3 separate regions of the Mus musculus genome follow, and regions 2 and 3 are each linked to region 1. Evidence: chromatin contacts called from public Hi-C and promoter capture Hi-C data. All regions are on one chromosome and are shown on one strand. The core of a region is the stretch at or near the end of the contact, and the rest is flanking DNA. Distances in the headings are between cores, read along the strand shown. Region 1 holds the start of Med12l (mediator complex subunit 12-like). Region 2 holds the start of Erich6 (glutamate rich 6). Region 3 holds the start of P2ry12 (purinergic receptor P2Y, G-protein coupled 12).

The links. Promoter capture Hi-C pulls out the DNA fragments that hold promoters and counts their contacts. A called contact is a pair of places that touch in the nucleus more often than the background predicts.
Region 2: a promoter capture Hi-C map of embryonic stem cells shows a contact between it and region 1, with 2.2 times the contacts expected there. The contact joins the promoter of Erich6 here to the promoter of Med12l in region 1. A contact is called at or near these places in 3 of 39 promoter capture datasets (cranial neural crest, embryonic stem cells and frontonasal cranial neural crest) and 7 of 115 datasets of contacts at active chromatin or transcription factors (astrocytes, embryonic forebrain, embryonic stem cells and 1 more).
Region 3: a contact with region 1 is called in a Hi-C map of LSK cells, with 4 times the contacts expected there. The contact joins the promoter of P2ry12 here to the promoter of Med12l in region 1. A contact is called at or near these places in 1 of 39 promoter capture datasets (stem cell-derived epiblast-like cells), 1 of 484 Hi-C or Micro-C datasets (LSK cells) and 2 of 9 other capture datasets (liver and pancreatic islet).

Annotation. Positions count from the first base shown.
Region 1 is chr3:59,005,119-59,008,724 of GRCm38.p6, forward strand. Med12l (mediator complex subunit 12-like) reads left to right here and starts at 1,860. Exons shown (of 44, transcript NM_177855.3): 1 at 1,860-1,982. The coding sequence starts at 1,884.
Region 2 is chr3:58,635,300-58,638,905 of GRCm38.p6, forward strand. Erich6 (glutamate rich 6) reads right to left here and starts at 1,908. Exons shown (of 14, transcript NM_001081262.1): 1 at 1,337-1,908; 2 at 762-819. The coding sequence starts at 1,865. Gm46806 (a long non-coding RNA gene) reads left to right here and starts at 712. Exons shown (of 2, transcript XR_001783856.2): 1 at 712-1,498; 2 at 1,838-2,193.
Region 3 is chr3:59,261,236-59,264,841 of GRCm38.p6, forward strand. It overlaps P2ry12 (purinergic receptor P2Y, G-protein coupled 12), which reads right to left and starts at 1,750. Exons shown (of 5, transcript NM_001357008.1): 1 at 1,539-1,750. Med12l (mediator complex subunit 12-like) reads left to right here. Exons shown (of 44, transcript NM_177855.3): 33 at 639-748; 34 at 975-1,110; 35 at 1,890-2,051.

The DNA of each region.
Region 1 (3,606 bases), core at 610-3,109:
CACAGCCCTTCCCAATCAAAGCAGAGGGGTGAGGTCAGAAACCTGAGCTGCAGCCGTGGTAGGTTCAAATTCCCATTAGCTTTTGCAGCTTTGAACAAGTCATCTAGCCTCTCCGAGCTGACACAATTTCCTCATTTATAAAGAAGGTGAAGTAAAACCGTGGAAGGGTTTGTTGCTAGAAGCAAATTCAGACCATCAAGCTCATACAACCAAAGGAGGACTCGATAAATGGCAGCCATCATTCTTGGCCAAGTGCTGGCGCGTTCTCCTGGGCGCGCCTCCTGCAGGGTCCCTTAGGACACGCTGGGCCCGCCTCCGAGGCTAGGTCTCAATGCTCACGGCTCTTGGCCCCGCATCTGTGTGTCTACCTGGAGCAAGCGAGGGGCGCCGGCAGGTGGATTGACCAGATCCCCCGAAAGGATCGCCCCCTCCCCGCGGTTCCCATCCCTGTGATGCGAGCAGGTGAGGTTTCGCCTAGGCTGCCGGGATGGCGACCCCAGGAGGGGTCGAGGCGGAGGGCGCAGCTCGAGGCCCGGGGTCCCTCCTGGGGCTGGTTCCATAGCCGGGTTAACCCTGCAGCCAGCTGGGGCGCAGGGCCCGTGGAATGCGCGCTCTGCGGCTGCGAAAACCCGGAGAGGCAGATGGGAGCGCTCGAGGCGCTCGCAGCCAACTCCTCCGCGGTCCGGCCGCCAAGCTGGGCATGCTCAGTGCGGCCGCCGCGCCGCCGTCCGCCAACTCGGGAGCTCGCGCTCCCGGGCCGTGGGGGCGAGAACGCTGGCGACAGCGAGCGACGCCCCCAGGCAGCCGCAAACTTCGCGGCGTCCGCAGTCTGGCGAGCCAGACACCTCGCAACGTCAAATCCAATTCCCCAACCCTAACGGAGCGATGGAGGCTGCGGCCGCCAGGGCGTCCCGGCTGCCCGCCCCTGCCTAGCCGCTAGCTAGGGACCAACAGGTAAACTGTTGGGGGTGGGGATCAGGGCGCGCGACGTCTAGGGGTGGCCCGGGGAGCCCAGTCGCCCGTGCTCCCGATGTGTCCGTCGGTGCTCGCGGCCACCTCTGCTCACCCCCTCCCCAGCCCCGGGAGGGCCAGCAAAGGGTTAAGTCGGCCCCGCGCCACAGCGAGCGCGGCCCCCTCCAGCCGCCGCGGCCGCTGCAGCCGGCAGCCAGCAAAGCGCCCCGGCGCCGCCGAGGGGACCCGCGCAGCTCGTGCACTGGCTGAACCCGGAGGCACCGGCCTCGCTCGGCGTCCGCATCCTCGCCTCTCGCGGCCTCTCTCCCTCCGCGTCCGCGGTTCCGTGCCCGGGCGGCGGGTCCTCCGAGTGCAAAGCTGCGAGCGCCGGGCATGGCGAGCCAGGAAGTGGGCGCGGGCCGCTGCGCAGCACCTCGCGTGCCCGAGGACGCCTAGCTCTCGGCGGGCACCGAGCCTCCCGCCTAGGCGCCAAGAAAAGTTTTTTCCCCCTTTATGCCCCTCCCCCACCCCAGCCTGGGCCCCTCTGGGTGGGTTTGGGTTCATTGGTGAAGAAAGTCACACGTTCCCATCATCTGCTCCTCCCCCTGGGGACCGAGTGGGGGTGGCGGGAGGCCGTGGCCGCGGCGGACCCTGGCCGACCTCCAGCCCGGGCGCCGCCGCCGCCGCCCGCGGAGCAGGCGTCCCGGGGCTCGGCGCAGCGGGGTGCCCACGAAGGCGGCCCCCCTGAGCGCGTCTGCGCGCGGGCAGCGGCCGTCTCCAACCTGCTTTTTCTCCTGCCTGCAGCGCCACGGCGAGCCAGAGTGGAGGGAAGAGGGAGTCTGTCTGCAAAGTGCTGCTCCCTGGTGCTCAGAGGCGGCTGCTCCAGCTCCAGCTCCAACTCTCATTCATTTCGCCGGTTAACATGAGAGATCATGGCCGCCTTCGGGCTTCTCAGCTATGAGCAGAGACCGCTGAAGCGCCCGCGGCTCGGGCCGCCCGACGTCTACCCGCAGGACCCTAAGCAGAAGGAGGTAAGGGCGCCGGCGGCCTCCGCGGTTGTGCGGCGCTCCGCAGCGCTGACCCGGGGCCAAGCTGGCCCGGCGGGCGTCCCCGGCGCTGCGGGGGAAGGGCTGGGGAGGGGATCGGAGGCGGGGCCCGGGTTAGGGTATCAGGGACCCTGAGCTACTGAGACCCGGAGCCTGCCAACCCCCGCGCTCCGCTGGGCGATCGCTCTGCGGGGGGCTGGGTCGCTTCCCGGTTGTCGGGCCTTGCACTGCGCCGCTGGGCGCTTTACCGCTTCTACCTCGCTAGCATCTTCTTGCTCGCTTTCCTCCGTTTTTGCTTGTTTTATTGTTTTTTACTCCGTCGCTTCGATAAATCCTCGTAAACTTTTTGACAAATGCTGGAATGCAGTACATCGGACACTGTGGTCTTGCGTTTTGCGCCAGCGGTATGGGTACGGATGGGGGAGGGACCCTTATCACATCCTCCACTTTGGAATGGAAGTCGTTTTTTAGCGAGGTGATCATATATTTGGCTCGGTGAATGTACCTCTGTATCTCTCGCCTTTAAAAAAAATTTAAGAAAACAATATTGAAGAGAAACACCGAATTTTGTTTCTAGAGAGACAAATTGGCTTTCCCGGAGGCTGTTTTGTATGTGTAAAAGCAGACAAGTTATCTTAGAAAGGAATAGCTTCCAGATTACTTATTTTCTTTGAATGAAATTAAATGGAGAAACCTTGGCTGTTGCACATACAGTAGCTTCAGTGGTTATTGTAAGCTATGTAGGTATGTGTCAGGAGTTAAAAAGTAATTATGTAACAACTCTCCAGCCATAATAATGATCGCCCTTGGCTATACAATTTGCCCAGAGACTTGCCTATCTTCTCTTTTTTGGTTCCCCTGCTCCCCAGCTGTCCTTTGAGACTTTGCCAGCTACAGCCCACCCATCTTCTCTTTTCTATAGTTAAGCATGAAACTGCCATGTATTCTAGTCTTCCCGTGAGCCTGGAAAGTCTATAAAAGTTTGCGTGTCCCCTGATTTCACAAGAGGACTTTGCAAGTCAGAGTTCTTTCAGGCTTCTATTTTGATAAATGTATCCGTCTCTTTAGTAGAGGCTCAGCCCAGACTGGCTAATAATGTGTCTGAGAAATCATCACGAGCAATTCCTTTTGGCCTTCTCCCATTGAGTTTGAGGGTCAGGGAAGTCGATTGAAGATGGCTGGGAAGTTTACAGGTGGGCAGCATGTGCTTATGCAGCTCCTAAGGTCTGGAAAGAAGAGAGACTCTAAAGACCAAGTGTAAAGAAAGGTGATTTTAAAAGTTTTGGCAGGGATAGGGACATTCGTTTCTTAACTTTTCTCATCTTATAATTAGTGCCTCACTAGGTCTTTCTGGAGAGTGACGTAGCTTCGGGTTGGTGGCTTGGATTAGCATGTGTGCTTGTTTATTTAGCATTTATTTTTACATATGACAGTCACTTCAGGACTTGGATCCTGGAAAGAATAATTTTGGACATTGGGTCACTTTCTAGAAATCTAAAGCTGGAAGAAGTGCCTGTAGAGGGTACTTTTTTCCTACTTTGATTTGAGGAGATAGGGTGATTGCAGCTCAGAAGCGCTTGCTTTATCTGAAGTGTGTGGTGAATAAGCA
Region 2 (3,606 bases), core at 658-3,157, 370 kb before region 1:
AAGGCTGTGAGTTCCATCCTCCACCCCCAGCCCCAGAATACATTAAAAAAAAAAAAAGCTGTGCATGGGAGTTAAGCTTTGTAATCCTGGCAATGGGAAGATAAAGACGGATGGATCCCTGAGTCTTGCTAGCCAGCTAGTCCAACATAGTGGCTGGCCTCCAGGTCAACCAAACAGCACCTAAAGAGGTATTAGCTCCATGTTCATAGGAAATTATATTACTTGGCAGTTTTTATATTATATTACTTTTATAATATGTGTGTTGTTTTGTTAAGTACTTTGGGTACAGTTTGCATTTTAAAATTGAAAAGTAATAAACATGCCTCAGTTGCATACTAAGGAGCCAGTATATTAAATCCAAGGCCAAGAGCATGAAATCTGATGTTAGTAAATCCTGTTGTCTAAAAATAAAAAAAAAAAAAATAAGATTTTCCATTCAGTGAGTGCAATTGCTTTTACTTTCTCCGGGCTGAGCCAGTAGCTGCAGGCCATTGATCCCAACTTAGCTTCTGCTCCTTTCTGTTTGCTGAGGAAAAGATTTTTTTTCGGGCTGGAGAGATGGCTCAGCAGTTAAGAGCACTGTCTGCTCTTCTGGAGGTTCTGAGTTCAATTCCCAGCAACCACATGGTGGCTCACAACCATCTGTAATGAGATAAGATGTCCTCTTCTGGTGCGTCTGAAGACAGCAACAGTGGAATCACATACATTAAATAACTAACTAAATATTTAAAAAATACTGATAATTGAAAACATTTTCTTACCTATCTACAGTCACTTCAGACAAGTCCTTTTTAAATGTTTGAAATATTTTGGGATAGCCTGTCAGACGAAACATTAAACAGTTTAGCCACTCCATGCCTCCGGTTCTCCAAGGGAAATTTTGTCCCCAGGGAACATTTGGTGAGGGGCAGAAACAGGGTGGTTGTCACAGGTGTGTGTGTATGATTTGTGTATGCTGATAAAAAATATATCCTAGAATGCACAAAGACACCACCACCCTTTCCCCCAACAGTTAAGATACACCCACAGTAAAATGTGAACTCTGACTCCAAGAAGCTCGTTCTAAATGCTCTGCTTCCTTTTAAAGGAAGACAGTAACGCTGCGTGTTAAGGTGTTAGGTAGAACTGCTTCAGTAAGTAGTTGAGCACCCCACAGGCACTAGTGCCCCAGGAGTGGCCTGTTACTTTTACTAACCGATTTCCCTTAGATCCCACACTAGGGGCCATCATGGCAATCAGCCAAGACTTGCTAGTGTTAAGGGCAGCAGAGGGGGAGGGGGAAGCACCGGCCGCCCTTCAGGCCAGGATCCCGAGGGAGGGAGAAGCCCAACGCTACTTTTGTGGGACGAGCCGCTGCTGGAAGCAGGAGGAGAGCCCTCCCTGTGCGGCAGCGGCAGCGGCTCCTCTTCGCCCCACGAGGGGCTGGACACCTTGCTGGGCGGGGACATAGTGCTCAGGCTGGGGCTGACCACGCTAATTAAGCGGGGACGAAATTCCGGTGAGTCTTCGTCAAAGCCTTCACTGGGGCCTATGGCTTTCCAGATGTCTTCTTCGTTCAACGACTCAGGGAACAGGTTCTGGCTTTCCTGCGGCTGGCCCTCCCTATCATCCCACCCTTGCACCCCCTGAGCTCCCTGCCCCTCCTGCTCCTCCTGAGCTCCCTGCTCCTCCTTGGCCTCCTCCTCCTTTTCCTCTTCCTCCACCTCCTCCTCCTGTCCCTCCTGCTCCAACTCCTCCCCCTGCTCTCTCTGCATCTTCTGCGCTTTCTCTGCCTCTACCATCTCTTTTCCCTTCGAGGCTTTATCTGGCTTTTTTGACTTTGTGTTCCTCTTTCCAGGCTTCCGCACTCCCTGACGCGGGCGCATGTTTGTGGGCAGCCCCGGAGCGCTCGACCCCGGAGCAGCTGTTGAGCGTCTGTCTCCCAGGGCAACCTCGGAACCTTTCAGGGTTTAAAGCCTCAGGACCCTGCGCCAAGCTTCTTTCTGCCAAGCTTCTTTCTGCCTTTGCTCTCTAGGTCTCTGAGCCCCTCTTAGCCAGCAGAGAAGCAACCTCCCTTTCCCTGGAGCCGGACCTTCTGGCTTTTTAAGGAGGATACCCATAATGTCATTTGGCACTGAGGGAGTTGTGGAATTTGATTTTTATTAGAAATATGATTATTGGAAATTCCAGTAAAACTCTGCTTACTATATTAGACACCAGCCTTTCTTTGCCGTCTTATGATTACATTGCCTTACATTTGTTGTTTAGTAAGACTTTTTGGAGATATATTGCTGCTGAGATAATTTGGTTTACTCTAGCCCTAGTTTGGTCGATTCTTTGATCCATCCTTTTGTTTTGGAAATAGAAAATTCCAGCGATATCTGTCTACCACATGCCACTTTTTGTTTTGGGGGCCTTGTTTCAACTCATGGTACTTTAAATTATTATTTTCTTTTGTGAAATATTTGCACATACTAAAAATAGTATCCAGGAAAGTATGGTGAACATTAGATGCCCAGGGTCAGGCCTATGAGTCACTATGTGTGATTTCTTCTGTCACTTGACTTCTGTTAGCCTATTTGTGGGGGGTGGGGGGGCTGGGAACAACCATTCCTTTAAGATATTTGTGGATATTGATGAATATGGAATAGTGGCCTGTAATTTTAGACATATATCATCCAAAGACCACTGGGAACACCGCAGTAGGGACATGGAGGCACCTGGGTTTAGCTGCAGTGTGATGCCCTTGGAAGGTCCCGTCGAGGACAGACTTCCCCTAAAGTGTTTTGGGAGAGGACCTAAGGTTTAGGTCAAATGGAAGGCAGGACAACTCTGTGATGGGGACTATGTGGTGGCACAGTGGCCTTAACTTTTGTTTCATTTAGACAAACCCACATGATCCTGTTTTGTGGTTGGTTCACTGAGCAATTATTTTGATGGCTGTTAATCTGACACTATATTTATTGGGCACTACTGTGAGCCAGGTCTCTGTTGGGTGTAGAGTCAGGCCACTACCTAGAAGCCTGCTTAAGTAGCTGGCCAGAGTACCTAACTACTTGGCAGGGTTCATCAAGGTCACTGGCATTAGAATATAGACCAGGGAGTGAGTGGCAGAAATTGTCCAATACTCCTGTGGGTGGGGCAGAGAGAAACTGCTCAGAGTGTTTTTAAAAGAATGGAAGATCTTGAAGGGCAATGGAATGCTTGCCACAGGCTAATGAGGCAGTCCAGATGTTTGAGTGGCTTTGGAAAAAAAGGTCAGATGTGTGGACAGGGACATAATGAGTAGTGGATCAGGCCCAGGGTAGGAAGGCACTCCAGAGACCTGGGGAAGTGTGGGAGTGAGGACAGTGAATGGGACTTATGAAGTCCTATGCAGACAATCTTTGACTGCTGGGAATGGGTGCTAGCGATGAGCCCAGGGCCTGTGGTATGCTCCTTACAACTGAGCTTATATTCTAATAAGAGCATTCTGGTGTTGTAAGCACTTTCCTAGGTCCTGAAATTCAACTGGCCCTCTATGGAGGGAAGTGACATGTGTAAAGGTATAAAGCTGTGTTTCTGCTTCCAGGGATTGTGGAGGGCAGTCAAGCTGTGGGGAGAGATGGGGTGGGGTGGGCTGGTGGG
Region 3 (3,606 bases), core at 500-2,999, 260 kb after region 1:
AAAAAAGACAAATCTCACAAGAATATTTTACAGAAATCTGAAAGTTTCAGCATGTTTTGTATTCCCTTAAATTTCCTCTTGACAAATCCTGAACGTGCCCTGGGCAATTGCTTTTCTGGCTTTTGGCAATCTGACCTCCCTGGGCAGTTGTTCACCTCACCTTCAGCACTCTGACCTCCTCCCAGGAGCTGGCAGACCTGTGGCAATACCTTCTCCTCCTCATTCCTTCCACGTTAAAGGGCATCTCCAGGGATATTATAGTGGCAGGCTCAGATGCAATAATAATCGAATATCACACAATTGCAGGTGATGAGACAGAGTTTTGATGCTATTCAGGTTTAACTGCAGTTATGTCTAAAACTAAGTACCATGAGAGACTGATGAGAAGAGAAAGGTAATTTTGTGACTGCCCACATTCAAGTGTTACACTTTCTGTTAAGTTTTGAATGCCTAGCCTCTGTGGAAAGAACCATAAACAGTGATAACCACATAGCTAGAAGAGACAGTTGTAGGATAATCCATAGTGTGGCTAGCAAGAACCAGTTCTTAACATCACTTCTGGTTTAACAAATCAACATTTGGGCACATATGGTAATAGGGGTAGCAATACAAAATCTTTATCATATTTTGTATGCTAGGTAGGAGGAATGTTTGACACGGTACAGCGGAGCACGCAGGGGACCACCGACTGGGCCCTCCTACTCCTCCAGATAATTACTTCGGGAACTGTTGACATGCACACTAACAAGTATGTTGGGTTTTTGTTTTGTTTTATTTTGTTTTTTATCATTTTATACCTTTTTTTTTCCCCTGCATGCATGCATGGTACAAGCTTTTGTCTACTGACAGGAAATTCTGCCACTTACTGATTTAGCTGTCATTAAAAACTTAGCACTTTCAGTAGAAATGCTTAGGCAATTCTGTGTGTCCGGGTTTTGTTTGTGAGAATAAAATGGGGTTTTCTTTCTTCTCAGTGAATTATTCACAACGGTTCTTGACATGCTGGGTGTTTTAATCAATGGAACCCTGGCTTCTGACCTATCAAGTGCTTCCCCCGGGGGATCAGAAGAGAACAAACGTGCATACATGAACTTAGTAAAGAAACTGAAAGTAAGCTTGTGATCAGCCTCTACTCTGAAATCATGTTGTTTATGGATTATTGTCTTAATTTCCTCCTCATTAATCTACATGTGTAGCTGATTCAGCAGATTGTGGTTATTTGTTATCTTACCTACTCTGTCAGTCCTTCAAAATTACAAGCATGATATTTGAACGATTTTTTTCTCTGAAAAGGTGTGCTCAAATAAAATGTGTTTTAATTTTTAAGGATTTTAAAAATGCATTATCAGATATCTAACCAAAACTCCAGTGTCAGATTTCCTTTGAACCCATGCTTGGATTTACACATGCAAGTGGGAAAAAAAAAAATGAGCTCTGCATTGAATTTGTAAATCCACTAACAGTCCTGGACATGAACGGCAAATAGACATTGCAAATACATAATCTGAAGACGTTACAGTAAAAAAGCTGATGGTTACCTTGCACTGTGACCCTGGATACGGGAAAGTGTCCGTGCGGCAGCTCCTGCTGTGTGACAGCAAATGACACTGGCGTTTTGTCATTTCAGCACTCTGATTTGTCATGGAGAACAAGACTGCCTTTGTGTGCACCCTGATTTTCTACTTGAATAGAAGAAATGAAACATTTCACCAGTCCAATTTGCAGCTGTTCCATAGACTGCGCTAAGGACTAAAGACATACTAGCCCTAAAAAAAAGGAAATGTGTCACTGGGGAACTTCCTTCTTGTTAGCTTTTGCTTCATTGTAAAGTCAGAATTTTTGCCTCACTTCTCTCTTGCTTTTACATTTTTCCCCCCTCTTTCTTCTAGAAAGAACTAGGAGACAAGAGGTCAGAAAGCATTGACAAAGTTCGACAGTTGCTGCCTTTGCCAAAGCAGACCTGCGATGTCATCACGTGTGAACCCATGGGTTCTTTGATCGATACAAAGGGAAACAAAATTGCTGGATTTGACTCTATTGATAAAAAACAGGCAAGAGTAAATGTTTTTTCCCACATATATAAATATATCTAGTTATAGAAGCCAAGTGACTTTTCTTAATTTTCAGTGGTATAATTTTTGTCATCAAAGCACAATAGCTATTGGCATTGCAAAAAGAAAAAGAAAAAAGCCATTATCTTCAAAGATCTCCCAATTAAAATGCTTATCTGGACTTCAGGGCATTTCTAGAATCTACCAAAAACTTAAGTAACAGCTTAGCATAAGAAATAAAAGTAAAATAAAATTATTATTTTACATCAGGATAGGAAACAAGCTATGTTTATATAAGAAAATGTGTGCTGATAAGAATTTTCATTTGCTGAGTAAGCAGTATTTAGTAAAACTTGTGTTACAACACTACGTAGTCTCTAAGAAGCAGTATTAGATGGGCATTTGCTTTCTATACAACGCTTTGGAAGGTTCTTTAAAATAACAGAAAGGCCAGCCTGAGTAGCCATTGGCACTGCAGCAATGGAGATGGTGGAGGGAATCCCTGCCCTTAGGGGGAAGTAGATGCACTTTTACATGCAACGGGACGTGCAGGTCAGGTCATGATGGCACCAACGGGGAACGGTTTAAGTCACACAGGCAGAGGTAGTCAGAACAGGGGTCCTACAATAGTGGACACACAGACCATCCTGACGGACTAAGTATACAGAAAAGTATAGGACAGGTGGGGAAAGTTTAAGGAAAGGCAAGAAAGGTGACTGTTAAGAGGAAAAACCATGCCACCAGAATTCAGAGTTAACTCAAATGCCATAGCAGTGTGGCCATGGGAGGGGAAAACCAGAAGTCACAATAAGGGTGACTTGGGCTTCTTTCAGAAGGCATCCAGGAGCCATTTAGATGTGAGTTCTACTCAGGAGAACGATTTCATCACATGGCAGACAGCAGTGGGTGGTGACATTACTGGTAGTGTCAGAAGAAGTCACACTTAAAGAGGAAGACAGACAAAAACAGATATGCTCACATGGGGGGCGGGGTACCTTGGCCGTTTTGAGGAGAAATGTCTTTAAATAGGTATACTTGCAAAATTACTAAGAAATGTTACCCATTAGTATTACAAATAAAAGCATGCTATTTTTCAGAAACAAAATTGAATTCCTTACCTGGATTCAGTAAAGATACCTTGGAATTGAAAGACTTAATTTGTGTTGTACCTGTTTCTGTAATTAATTTTCTCCCAAAAAATTTTATTCAGAGAAAGCCACATACATGTACATGAAATATATACTAAATTGAGTTCATACATCAGAGGCAGACTATATATTGACTTTTAAATCTTGTATAATACTAAAAATAATGGATTCCTGAGATGGTTCTAACAGCAACTTTACAGGATACTTGAGAGATTATATTTTCTACAACATACTTGAATGAGAATGTCATTTTATACTAAAATATTTTAGCTCACTTTTAGATGCCTTAAGGAGTGTCAGGTGGTACAGAGCACTGGAGAACTGAACTTGCAAAGTCCTGAACCCCAGTTCACACTGCTTAGATGAACATTCCTGTCTACTGAGTTCCCTTAGCTCGTTCCAACCTT